Regions from separate parts of the Mus musculus genome. Here region 1 is linked to region 2. The links are chromatin contacts, called in public HiChIP or PLAC-seq maps. All regions are on one chromosome and are shown on one strand. Each heading gives the region's core, a stretch centred on a gene start, on an enhancer-like site or on the middle of the called end of the contact. The rest is flanking DNA. Distances are from core to core; before and after follow the strand shown. Region 1 holds the start of Pcnt (pericentrin (kendrin)). Region 2 holds the start of Col18a1 (collagen, type XVIII, alpha 1).

The links. HiChIP or PLAC-seq counts read pairs in DNA pulled down with a chosen protein or histone mark.
Region 1: an HNF4G HiChIP or PLAC-seq map of pancreatic cancer cells shows a contact between it and region 2. The contact joins the promoter of Pcnt here to the promoter of Col18a1 in region 2. A contact is called at or near these places in 2 of 115 datasets of contacts at active chromatin or transcription factors (bone marrow-derived macrophages and pancreatic cancer cells).

The regions. Positions count from the first base shown.
Region 1 is chr10:76,440,813-76,447,489 of GRCm38.p6, reverse strand. Pcnt (pericentrin (kendrin)) reads left to right here and starts at 4,578. Exons shown (of 42, transcript NM_008787.3): 1 at 4,578-4,925. The coding sequence starts at 4,872.
Region 2 is chr10:77,163,560-77,170,794 of GRCm38.p6, reverse strand. It overlaps Col18a1 (collagen, type XVIII, alpha 1), which reads left to right and starts at 4,265. Exons shown (of 42, transcript NM_009929.3): 1 at 4,265-4,356; 2 at 4,435-4,505. The coding sequence starts at 4,346.

The DNA of each region.
Region 1 (6,677 bases), core at 3,329-5,828, 720 kb after region 2:
TCAACTGGAGGTGTGGGGGTCAGGTATAAACAGAACAAAGAACCCCCAGAGCTCACTGATCTACTGTCAAGAAGGCATGTGGTGCGCTCAGATGGTGGGGTTTATCTGAGGAAAGACAAGAAGAGCATGCCCAGGCCTGTCCTCCTTCCCCTCTATCCTTCTTCCCATGTCACCGCCTAGTTACAGACATATAGGGAGGGAGTTGGGCTATCCTACTGGCTTCCCTAGACAGAGATGCAGCATGGTTGAGTTTTGGGGGTGTTGACCCTTCTCCACATGGGGAAACCATCAAAGATACTCAAATAGCTTAAGAACAGCAAGGTTATCCTGAGCCCACACCTCCTTCCCTTAGGAACCATATTTGCCAATAAACAAATGGCTTCTGATTTCTCTTGATAAAGTGTTTTCTGTCCGGCTGGGGCGCATGCCTTTAATCCCAGCACTCGGGAGGCAGAGGCAGGCAGATTTCTGAGTTCGAGGCCAGCCTGATCTATAGAGTGAGTTCCAGGACAGCCAGGACTACACAGAGAAACCCTGTCTTGGGGGAAAAAGAAAGTGTTTTCTGACACCAGAAGGACCCTCCTTCCCCATTGAGATAGGCTCCTAATAGTAAGGACAGTCTGGAGGGGGGCCACTTATGATGTGCACAGTAGCCAAGGTTACTAGCAAAGACCCTCTCTGCTGCAGTAGGTGTGATGCGGCTACAAACTTTTGACTTTAAAAAACAAAAACAAAAACAACCCATATCTTCCGTTGTCTCTGTCTTCCTAGGCACAAGCCTGCTCTTGGCAAGCCAGTTAGAGAACTAACTCAATATTCTCTCAAGTGACTTTGAAACTCTCTCTAGCGGATAACTTCAGCGCAAATGCTTGCTTGGTATTTCCTGTTTGTCCCCACTCATGCTATTCACAGCCTCTGTGTGAGGCCTGAGTGTGTGTGTGTGTGTGTGTGTGTGTGTGTGTTTTAAGGGGATATGTTTGCAATGGGAGGAAGTTAGAGTAGTTGGGGGAGAAGAGGGTCTGGGTTGTTTTGTGGGTGTAGAGCCTGGGAGCTTGTGATAGGTGTCACAGGTATACAGTAATGGGGAACTAGATACCAAACCACTTGGGGTATGGCTGGAGGGGCAGATAAGGGAACCAATGGCTCTTCCAGACAAACAGAAACCTGCTTCACAAGTTAATGGGAAATGGTGACTTAAGGCTAATGTTTTAAACCACTAGCAATCCTCCTGTTTACTGGTCAGAGTCCAGGCTGAGCCGGGCCTGTCATTTATGGCATTGACAGTGGTAAAGCCATGTTGGGGGCGGGGGAAGGGAGGAGTCCACTTTGGACCTAGCATTGATGTCATGAGATTGCAGACTCAAGGAGATGACAAGAGGAAGCTCTTGAGTGCTAGGTTTAAAACTTTTGTTTGCCTTTCTGCAATGGCCTCCAGCTCCTTAGCCTCCACAGGGGTGAGTGTCAGAGAGCAGAGGAAGACTTGGTCATTAAAACACAGACACCTCCATTCCAGGGGAAGATACCTCCCTGGCTGATCACACGCTGAAGCAGGGCTCCAAAGGCAGGCGCAAGGTCCTTGGTGAAGCTCCAGCTGGTCACAGCAGTTGTTTCCTCATTATTGGTTACCTAAATAACCAGCTGCCCTCTTGGAGCATCAGAGAGCTACCGGAATACCCACCATTCTCATTATTGCTCAAACTCAAGCAAAACTCACATCTGATTATTCAAGCCTTTCTGCCTACGTATCACTTTAATGCAGTGAGTGTTTTGAACTGTTTGTGTGTAGCCTCAGAATGGAATCAACACCGAAGCCTTAAGTTTTCATAGCCCGTGGAGTGCTACATATAGCTTTACCTAAATCTGTTTGGGATGGCTGGGGGATGGGGGAGTGGGGTTGGGGGAGTGGGGTTGGGGGAGGGGAGACTGCCAGTAGAATGCCTTGTTCTGATTATGTGATAGGATAGTTACTGTGTGTTTAAAAGCTTCACATATAGAACAAAAAAAAAAAATGTCAGATAATCTGGGCAGTGGTGGCATACGCCTTTAATCCCAGCACTTGGGAGGCAGAGGCAGGGGGATTTCTGAGTTCAAGGCCAGCCTGATCTACAGAGTGAGTTCCAGGACAACCAGGGCTACACAGAGAAACCCTGTCTCGAAAAAAACAAAAACAAACAACAAAAAAGGATGTCAGACAAAACAAAGAGCAGCTGCCTTTTGCTGCTGGGGTCACTTCTTTCCCACCCCACCCCCAAAGAAGTTAGCCACTTCATGTCCCCGCAGCCTCAGCCTTCCTTTTCTCTGTTACTCTCACTTTCAAAGAAGTTAGCCACTTCATGTCCCCGAAGCCTCAGCCTTCCTTTTCTCTGTTACTCTCACTTTCCTGGCTTCCGAGGGCATCCTGTGTCTCAAGCCTGATGCTTACCATGTCTTCACATTGGTCGTCCTCCCAGGATATCCAGTTCTCTGTCTAGCCTATGGGTTGAGCTGGGTGGCACTCCTTGATGACCACCCCTTATCCCAGACTCTTATATAGCATTCCTCAAGAGCAGCAAGTGCCCTCAGACCCCAAGGCATTGCTCTAGCCCCCCCAATTTTATTTTAAATTAGATTTTAAAGACATTTTATTATTTTAATTATGTATGTGTATGTATGTGTCTGTACATGAGTATTTGCATGTGGTTGCCAGTACTGACAAGGTCAGAGGCAGCTAATCCCCCTTGGAGCTGGCATTATAGGCAGTTGTGAGCTGTTTGACATGGTTGCTAGGAACCAAACTCTGGTCCTTTGTAAGAGCAGTATGCACTCAATGCTGGCTGCTAGTTCTCTGTTAACCTGGGACAAGTTATAGTCGTCTGAGAGAATTTAGATGCCAGAACCCACATCTGGTTCTAAGAGAAGGGAACCCCACTGCAGAAAATGTCTTCTTAACATTGGGCTTTAAGCAAGCAAGTCTTTTTATTTTATATTTACATAGGGTCTCTCTTTTTAGCCCTGGCTGGCCCTGAACTCAGAGACCCACCTCTCCAGTGCTGGGTATAAGACACGTGCCACTATACGAAGCAGGGATTTCCTTAGTGAGTGAGGGGGTAATTTAGATCCCAGAACCCACATCTGTTGACGCACAATTGCCTGTAACTCCAGCTTTAGGGCATTTAACACCCTCTTCTTACCTCTAAGGATACCTGCCAGTTCCACACAGAGACACAAACATACTCATAGTTCAAAGAAATAAATATTATTAGGTATTTATTTATACTTTAAAAATTATTTTATGGGTACCAATGTGCGCCACATGAGTTTTTGGTGCCCTCAGAAGCCAGAGGTGTGCATCAGATCCTCTGAACTGGAGTAACAATTGTGAGCCACCATTGGGTACTGCGAATCAACTGGGGGTTCTCTGGAAGAGCAGCTAATGCTCTTAACTGCTGATCTCTCCAGTCCTTTAAGTTTTGATATGTAAAATATGACCGACCACCCTTCAAACATTCCTTAAATATTGCATGGCTCAAAGACTGAGACCAACATATCCTAGAGGATAGGTCTGTCCAGAGGGACCCCCACCCACTCAGTGTTTTCATCAGTGCAAGAGACACTTCCTAAGAGGCTTGAAGTCTTTTGAGTCATGAAAGTGAAACAATTTATTTTTTGGATCTTGTAAAGTTGGGTGTCAGCCTAGAGAGAAGGCAAAAACGGCTGTCATGCAGATTTGGTATAAAATAGGTTTTATAGCCCTTACGGCATTTCCCTGTTCCCAAATTCCACACTACTGAGTTCTTCAGGAGGATTCATTCTTATAGGCATTACCCTCTCTCCAGCTTCCCTATCCTATCCGTGCAGGATGCAAAGCTCTTGACATATATCCTGGAGCTCAGATCCTCTCCTTTTATGTTAGTCATGTTAACAGCCTGCAACGTTTCAACCCAATGATAAATTAATAAATGTTAGGCAAGAAAGAACCTGCTGCCGGCTAGGGAATCCAAGGGCCCAATCCTCCTAATTTCCTGTAATCCACCGATGAGCTTTAAACGCGCCTCTTACTACAAATGGACCATAGTTTCTTTATTTCCTTATGGCAGAAAGACTTTCCTGGTAGAGGTGATGGATGGAGTGAGAGTCAGGTGCCTGAACACACAGCGACTCTGTACATTGAAGCGTGTGCGTGAATGCAAAACGGCCCTGGGTGGCAACTCTGGGGTCCACTGGGGACAGCGGTCTAAGTTTTAGGTGTCATTCAATGAGTAACTCTGGCTATACTCTGTTCTTTGGATTTGGATTGAAGACAGGGGACCGTGTTCAGGAGGGGCCGAAGTGGTCAAAGAAGGGAAGCAGGACTCCCAGTTGACTGCACCTGAGAACCAAAAGTGGGGGCTGGTGGATCCTAGAGGATGCCCCAGTGTTCGCAGAAACACATCGCGACAGAAAAAACGACTTTGGCAAAGTGCGGGAGAGAGTGCCCAGAGCGCACCGGAGGCATGGAGAGCCGCTGGTATGTAAGTCCTCCTCCTGTCGGGAGAGGGCGATAGGTAGCACCGCCTCGGGAAAACGGTTTGTCCAAACCTTCCCGCCGCCCAGTCGACGAACGCCCGCGAGCCCCGGGAACGCCGCGCCTCGCTCATTGGCGTGGATGAAGAGGGTGGAGAGCGTCGGCGTACCAATTGGGGACCAGAGAGATGGCTCTCCGCCCTTGGAGCGTCAGCGGAGCGCGCGTGCGCAAGGCCACACGGGGCTCCGGATTGGCGGGGCGAAGCTGACAGTTGTGTGTATGGGGGGTGGGGAGGCGAGTGGGTGAAGGGAGGGAGTGTAAATAGAGCGAAGGCGGTGTCGCCGCCGCCCTGTCACCTCCGAGCGACTCGCCGGGAGCCCAGGTGGAGATGGAAGACGAGCAGGAGCAGCGGCGCAGGAAGGTGGAGGCTGGGAGAGCCAAGGTTAGACGGTAGCATCCTTCTCTCAGCTTTGCGGTGGGGAAGAAATCCTAAAGCGGTTCCGGTGCTCAGACCGCCGCTTGACACAAGCGGTGGCGGTGGAGCAGTGGGAACTGCCGGGCGCTTGTCCTTCCCGCCGCTTCTGCGGAATTCACTTCCTAGGCGCCGCCATCTTGAATCCAGCGCCCTCTGTCTCGCTCCGCCCTATTACACCCACAGCCAATCAGCGTCAGAGACGTACGACTTGTAGGTGGGCCCGAGCGCCATGGGCGGGTCCTGGTCACCTAGCATTCTTAGTTGTTGTGCTTCCGGTGCTCAGGCACTTTCCTGAGACTAAACTGTCCAAGGCTTTTTAAAGACCGTCTTCAGACTTTATTTTCCCAGGGAACCAAGAACTTTGCTCCCTAGTGGTGTCCTGTTGTTGTATTTCGTTGTTCGCTCTCTGGCCGGGCCCCACAACTGCCATACTACCGAGGGTCCTCTTCTCACCTCCTTCTGCCTCAGATTTTGAATTTGTTTGAGACTCTACCCTGGGAACACTTGTGGCTGTTAAGATAGTTGTTTTGTTTTTTTGTTTTGTTTTGTTTTGTTTTTTTCGAGACAGGGTTTCTCTGTATAGTCCTGGCTGTCCTGGAACTCACTTGGTAGACCAGGCAGGCCTCGAACTCAGAAATCCTCCTGCCTCTGCCTCCCAAGTGCTGGGATTAAAGGCATGCACGACCACTGCCTGGCAAGATAGTTATTTGAAAGGTGATGGGGATTCAGAGGAAGAGAAGGTGCGAACATTTTGGAAGTGGATCTCTGGCCAGCTATCATGGCTGTGGAACCAGAGGCTGTGTCCCTACCCTGTACTGTCAGGACAGTATAGCTATAGCCTTCATGAAAGGGCTGTGTTGATTTTGTGGTTCGCCTAGTAACAGCAATTCTTCATTTGTGTCAACAACCCCACCACCACTATCACCCTGCACCCACTTCGAAAAAACATGCAAAATACACAGAGGAAATGAGAGCACAGCAATGTCAGATTACAGGTGCCGGCCAGAAGCCATTGTGGCCCTTATGGGGTATAAGCTGGGCACATGTAGATAGACACTTTGAGAAATGAGGGCATGTGAAGTTTAGTACTTCACCAGGGGAACTGGTGTCTGTACTTGGGTGGGTTTGTGAACCCAATTAGATATCCTTAGGGAGATGGAGGCTAATGAGACGAACCAGAAGGCCACTCATTGAAGGTTCATGGCCAGAGACCAAGTACATGCTGCAGAGGGCGAGCTCTGAGGCAGACAGTTGCATTCAGTGGAGAAGGCAAGAGATTAGAACAGAGTTGGTACTGTAGGCAGTGCCCTTCAAATTTCTCTTCCCACAGATAAGTGGCCTTGTTAATTTCCTCCGCCAACGAAACTGTGCGTTTCTCTTTTCATCAACAGGGGCACATCTGCTTGGGTGGCCTTGGTTGTGATTTGAGGGAATAGATGTCCCCCCACCCCACCCCAGTGAGACGTTGGCACACCAGCGCTTGCCTTTTTGAATAGGGTACGAGGAGGAGATTGTGTGTGAATACAGTCAAAAAGCCTTGTATCTGAGGGACAGAAAGGAGCTACGCTGTGCCTCTGACTGGCAGGCAACATTCTGGGATGCTCCCTAGTGCTTTGCTGCGCTGTGTCAGAAGTAGAGCATCAAGATTCTGCAAAGGAAGATGCTAGATTGACCTGGCTTAATTAAGTTTTTGCTATTTCTGTACCTCGTCTCAGAGTC
Region 2 (7,235 bases), core at 3,016-5,515:
GTCACGTGCAGGCTTCACTGCTAACCATGTGGTGCATGGCAGGGAGTAAGAAGCCACTTGGAGCTCTTTGTCCCTGGAGCATCAGTAACAGTGTGACTTTTGAGATGGAGTTTCCTTCTTGGAGCCTCAGTCCTATGCAAACAGAGGCTTTAGGTCTTTGTGTGATGCCCTTTGCCCGTGAGTGATAGGAAGCTAGCACTTTGGTTCCTCCTCACTTCTGGAAAGTAGACAAACAAGAGGCCCAGCAAATCAAGTACAGGGTGGCTACGTCAAACCTCAGAAACTGCGGACTACATAAAAGCTGAGCAACTGCCCTGCTCTGAGACAACCACTTCTCAACGGCGGGCCAGCCTCTTGAGCTGTGAGTGTTCCAGCCCCATACTGTATTTGTGCTGTTGGACAGGACTTTTCCACGGTGGCATCTTTCATTAAGGTCTCTTCACAGGGACATAGTGCTTTGCTTTATAGGTATCCCACAATCTTGTAACTCGTAGTTACAAAATTCTGCCAGGGCTGGGCAGTGGTGGCGTAGGCCTTTAATCCCAGCACTTGGGAGGCAGAAGCAGGTGGATTTCTGAGTTCGAGGAAGGCCTGGTCTACAGAGTGAGTTCCAGGACAGCCAAGGCTACACAGAGAAACCCTGTCTCGAAAAGCCAAAAAAAAAAAAAAAAAAAAAAAAAAAAAAGAAAGAAAAACAAACAAGAAAAATTCTGCCAGGATTCGTCCTTCTGTCAGGATACATCTTTCCACGCAGTCTGCCTTCAAGGCTTAGCTGTTCATCACAGGGATTCTTGTCAAAGACAGCCTTAGTGCTGAGCATTGGTCATAGATGAGGCAAGCTGGAAAGCTGTCCCCCACTGTGTAGCAACCGGCATATCTTGGTTCTATGGAAGTATCTACTAGGACCAAGCCTGGGGCAGAGATTGGGTATAGATACAAAGTGTCAGGATGACCCCACAGTATGGAACCTGGTTGAGACTAGACTTCTGATAGACACCGTGCTTTTCATAGCTACCTGGCCCTTTCTGTAGTTTCCCCCTTCCTGGTGAAATGTTACTTGGTGGCCATTGTGATTTGGATCTCCACGTATTAAAGGTTTGGTCCCCTGTCTTTGGTGTCACTGGGAGGTGAAGGAAAACTGAGCGCCTCGTGGTGGAAAATAAAGTCATGAAGCATGTCCTTTGAGGGACTGTTGGTCCCTCTCTCTTCCAGTCGATCAGTGGGCAGCCTCCTCTGAGATAGGCTTCCTGTTGTGATGTTCTGGCAGGCTTAAGGTTCCAATATGACTGGGCTCTTGCTCTTGCTCCTTCGCCTGCTTGCTGCGTGAGACTGAGTAACTGCTAGATCCTTGGACTTCCATTCACAGCTGCGACTGAACCATTGTTGGGAATTGGGCTGCCGACTGTAAGTCATCAATAAATCCCTTTACTATCTAGAGACTGTCCATAAGTTCTGTGACTCTAGAGAACCCTGACTAATACAGAAGTTGGTATTAAAAGTTATAAAGTTGGTAGTCTGAACCCTAAGAAGTGAGGATCCTAAAGGAGACATTCTTCCTTCTAAGTTGATTGTGTTTTTTTTAATTTTGTCACAGCAACAGGAAGCTGACTCACACGTAGCTCATGCCCAACTCCATGGTGTCGCTCTGGGCATAAGAGTAGAAACAGAGTCTGGAGTTGAACCCAAGATGCTAGGGGAGCCAGGCACCATGCTGAGGACCGATCTCTCTCTCTCTCTCTCTCTCTCTCTCTCTCTCTCCCTCCCCCTCTCTCTGTGTGTATGTGTTTCCTCTTCTGTGCCCCTCAGTTGCAGAGACTAGGGCTAGAGCTGAGCATATTGATGCGGAAGAAGAGGAAGGGCATAGAGTCTAGCACTAACTGAGATCTTCCTAAGTGCATTTCTGTATTTTCAGCCCCCCCCCCCCCTTCTAGAGTGATCATGTGTTAATTGTATATACGAAGGGATCAAAACCCTTCTAGGAAAAAGCTGTGAATATTATGGGGGGAATGGAGATGTTGTAAGGGCCCAAGAGCAGGACAGAGACTATAGGAAAGACGTATAGAACATGCCGGGATTTTTTTTAACAGCCACTGTTGCTTCCTGACACTGCATTCATAGCAGAGAGCTCCTGTGGGTGATTTCCATTGTCAGTAGCTTTGACACCTTTGAATAATCTTCCCTGTGTCTGGGAAAGACCAGGAGGCTTGCTTGTCTCCTGCTGCTCCTCCTTCACCATCCCCAAACTCTTCTGAAGTGGACTCCCCTCAGCCTGAGGTGTCAAACCTTGAAGAAGGCAGGCAGCGGACTCTGAAGCCCCCGGATGCCTGGTGTGCCCCCCTCCATTTCAGGATTTCTCCCAGGAATGACAGACAGCCCTGGGGGCTACATCCCGCCACCTGCAGAGGCCTGCAGTTTTGGACACATAGTTGAGCTCCAATCGGCTAATTGAAGATTGAGGAATTAGGCCCTACTGCAGTGGGAGCAGACCTGGAAGGCAGGCAGAAGAAACAAGAACCCCCTCCTCCCCCTCCCCCCAAACTCCTTCTCCTTCCCCCAAGTCTACCTCAGACTCCCCACATGGGCATGGCTTCCAGGTAGACAGACATGAATACAAAGAGAGACAGGATTACTGAGATCCAGGACATGCCCCTACATGTATGTGTGCACGAATACATGTCATCGGACACACACGTGCACATGCTAAGTATAACTATGGAAAAACACACGTGGAGTTGCACACAAAGACCTGCCAGGCACAGACAGCACATGGACCTATCCTCGCCTCTGAAATAGTTTTGAAAAAGAGTGCAGGGCAATCAATCATTTGTATTCTTTTAAAAAAATGTGGACTACAGTCCTCTAGATTGCTTTCTTCCTCCCTGTGCCCTTTTCACCTGGACAGGGACTCCAGGTTTGAAGGCGGATGAAGTGGGGATGTGGGCCAGGTGGATGGGCGAGACTGGGCAGGCCCCTGGGTCTGGGGCAGGATCCGGCCTTTGAAGCCTGGAGAGGATTCAGATGATGTGAGCAGATGAGAATCCCAAGCAGGCCTCGGGCTGCAGCTGCGGAGCAGTGGGCAGAGGGAGGGCAGAACCAGCCCAGGTCAGGAGGCTATATGGAGACTAAGAGGAAGGGAGACTGGAGAGGGGCCTGGGAGGATTAGGAAGAACTCTGGGGTTTAGGAAAAGCTATGGGGTGTTACTGAAGGACTTGGTCTCTGGTCTGCAGAAAAAGTGTGAGTCACTTGAGATGGTACAGACTCAGGGTGGAGGTGTGAGAAGGTCTGGGGACCCTGGCTGAACCTGGATAGTTCTTTGTGGTCTGGGAAATGAGCCAGGCTAAGAAGGACAGTGGAGATGGGCAAGGATGAGGGCTGGGGAATTTGGGAAATTGTCACTAGGCCAGCGCGAATGGCTTTCTGGAATCTGGATTTGCTGTTTGATAGGGGTCAATGTCTCTGATTTTGTTAAAGGCCAGGCCAGGAAGGCCATGCTGCCCTGTTGTTGGAGGAAGGAGCCCAAAAGAGAGAAAAATGTGTGTGTGTGTGTGTGTGCTTACTTGAAGGTACCTTTTTGTCTCTGGGTATTCCAATTGTGTGTGGGGGGGGTGGATGTGGGGACAGGGGTCACCCCTGGGTGTGGCTGGCTTCATAACACATGTACACCTGCAGGCAGCTCTTGGAGGAGATACCCGTGGGGGTGCACCATGGCAACGTGCACGGTTTAGAGAGCCTGCCCTGGACTAGAAGACAGTGGAGATATTGAGGCTGGCAGGACCCTCATGACACACCCAGGGATCCAAGAGTGCAAGGGACATAAGAAGTGGTCGTGGTCGCTCCGAAGTTTCCACTGATGGTAGATGTCTTCTTTCTTCAAATCTCTGACCTTCCCGTTGTCCACCTCACAGACTGAACACATGCCCTGCAGTGGGCATGAATTAATGAATGCGGGACATCCTTGCACCTTGCTCTGGCTTTGAATCTGGATCTCACATATTGCCTCTGGTAGCTTCAGGAGGCAACATGGTATGAAGGGACAACACCCGCGTTGGAGACATTGGAGAGAGGACGAGACTGCCACTCAGAGTTTTAGAAGCTGCGATAGATGCCAGCCCTTGTTCACCCTGCTTGCTCCCAGGTTCCGATCCTACCAGATTGCTCACCGGGTCCTCTCTGGCCCAGCTCTGCTTCTTGAGCCCAGAGCCCCGCCCATCGAGCTGTCTCCGCCCCGTCCCGCCCCTGCCCACCCCTGCCCTAGCCCGCAGCAGCGGTCGGGAGCACTGTGGGCTAGCGGCTCACCGAGGAGCTGGGTGCAGCATCCGGGCGCAGACGGCCTGGCCTGGGGAGATGGCGCCCAGGTTTGCAGGCTCAGGGCTAAAGGGTGAGAGGGGTTGCGGGTCTCTTGGGCTCCACTGACCTGTGACTGTCCTCCGCAGGTGGCACCTCCTGGATGTGCTCACCAGTTTGGTCTTGCTGCTGGTGGCACGCGTCTCCTGGGCAGAGCCAGGTAAGCCTGGATGGAAACATAACTTGGTGCCCCAGGGTTCGCTCTACTTACGTGCCTTTTGTGCAGTTCTGTGGCTTGTCCCCGAAACAGCCACCTCTTATCCTGTACGGTCTGCCGGGAGGCAGTGGCGTCCGGGCCCTGCCCACGCGCAGGTGGCGGCCGGTGGCTGGAGCGCTCAAGGGTAGCGCGATGGTGGCGTTTTCAGTGCTGTGTTGCTTATGTTGGCCATTCATTCTCTAGGGTTTGAGCGTCTGGGGTTCCGGGGTGCGAGCTGTCCGTGTTTGGAGTCCCTTGTGGGGTGGCCAGACTTAAGCGGCTCTGCGGGGAAGTTTGTGCGTTCCGCTGGCTAGGCAAGCAGAGGCATACACCCGTGTCCCACCTCACCAATGTTGCCCTTCCTGGCCTCATTCTGGTCAACGCTTGAGTGAGTGGCCGCCGCCGGTCCCTCCAGGTCCTCGGGAGGGACCGTGGGCGGGGTTTGTCACGGCTGAGAAAGAACCGAGAAAGATCGTTAAGTGCATGGCGTCATCTTTGCGTTTCCAACCTGTTGAGGCAAAACTGCGCGCGTTTGCCCGGGGCCGGACTCCGGTGGCCGGCTAGTCTTTGTGTACCACTGCAGCTCCAGGCCCCTGTCCCCCGCGCCTGCAGTGGTGTCGGGTTGCGCGCGGTCCCCTTTGATGCTGATGAGCGCCAAGCGCAGTCAGGCCGGCCACAATGCTCCTAAGCCCACGGAATCGTCGCCTTCTTTGCTGCCCTGTGAGGACCGCAGCAGCATGGGCGCACTGAGAACTGCTTTGCCACCAGCTCAGAGATTCTGCAGCTAACCAGCAACTGGCTGCTCTCCTCCTGCTCAACATATCCAAGAGGCTCCTGAGTTGGGGGTTGGTGCAATGCCAGACTGCCGGGGTAGAAACCCCGCGCTTTATCACAAAGGCGCCTGCTGGTGACCTCCCGAAAGAACCAAATCCGAACTCTGCAGTATCACCTGCTGTGGTCCCAGGCCTCTTGCCACAGCATCATGAAGGATAAAAGATAAAGAGAGGAGGGGAGTCACTCTGGGAAGGAAAAGTAACTTGGTACATTGCTTTAGTGCGTTAGTCACTTCAGGCTAAACATCAGTACAGGCCCTTTTAAACAGCAGATCTGAAAAGCACCTGTTGCTTGGGTAGCAGATAGTTCTTCATTTATTTGTGTTAACTACAGGGGGTGGGGTGGGGTGGGGTGGGGTGGGGGTAGGGTAACGCCTTTCAACTGCAGGAGATGGGTCTTGGCCAGGCTGTTCTTACTGACCAACCGCGTGGCACTTGGGGCTATTAATCAAATGAGGGCCTGGCAGGGGCTGCAGACAGGGATTTGTAAGCCTGGGGCCTCTTCTGTAACCACTGATGACAAAGGAAAGATGCTGGAGAGAGCAGCACACACACACACACACACACCAGCCCCCCAGCTAGACTGGTTTCAAGTGTAGAAAGGTGATAGATCGTAATTTTAGCCTTTGGGTGGAACAAACCTCTGTGTCTGTAAACTTGGCGATCTAAGGATAACCTTGGGAAGGTGATGTCTCTCTGCTTGCTGTAGCTACTGTTGGGGGTTTTAGTGGTGCACCCTCAGGGACAGGGAGGTCCCTCTAGAGATGTCCAAGGAATGTGATTCTTTTGCCTCCTGGAGGTTGAGTCAAAAGCTGCTCAGTGGGGGGGGGGGGGGCGGGGGCCGCGGCTTGTGTTGCTTACACCAGCTCCTCCCCCAACATGGCCAGGGCTCCTCATCCCGGTAGGGCTGAGTCCTCTGGACCAGGATAACTGTTGAGCTTTTAAGTTATTGGGGGTGGGGGATGGGTATGGAGGGGGAGGAGGTATGGGGGTGGGGTGGGGGAGAACTAATATGCCTGAAATCCTGACTGGCAGGTTGTGATTTGCTTGGGTCATGTAGAAACCGCCCTTAGCTGCCTGGAGGCCTAGCTACATCTCCAAATAAATGTGTCTATGCTGAGCAAAGCCCCTCTCTGTTTTTGGACTGGTCCTGAGGTGCTGCCCATTCTGAGATTCCTTTGGATGCTCTGAAATAGTGGGTTGTATCTCTACTCTTAACCTGCCTCGGGGGAGCTGTCACACCACCTAGGACTCCTAGGATATGCAAGGTCCCCCATTTGTCTGCAGTTTCTTCTCTTGTGCACTCCTATTCGCCGTGTGGTTATGGACTTTAAAGAGGGGTCTGTGAGGAAAGAGGACACGCCAAGGAGGCATCTATGGGTGCTCATAACCACCCTGGTGCTGACTTCATATCCTCTTGTCCCCAGCTCTTCTCGTGCTTGACTTTCCTACAGATTGCCTGTGCTCTATGCCTGACTCTTAGCATCGCTACTGACTACAGCTGCTTTAGCACACAGCAGTGCCCCTGAGCTGCATTCCCTCAGTAGGTCTGCAGGGATGGGGCACACAGGCACTTGGTAACATTAGACTTTAAGTTAGTGGGAAAGGGCTCCCATTCCTTGCCTCACCCACTGGGGAGTCTTCAGGATTCAGATGCAAAGACCTTGAAGATAGTTTTGAATTTCAGCAAAACTTGTTTTTCAGGGTACTCCTGTTTTTCCTTCAAAGGAAGGGAGGGGGGCTGAGAGAGGGGAAGCCCTCTTCCTGAGGAAACCTAGAAGGAGTGAGCTGACCTCCCCAGGGTGCAGGTAGATGCTGTGGCTAATCAGGCCAGAGCGCTGCCTCTGCTCACTGCTGTTCC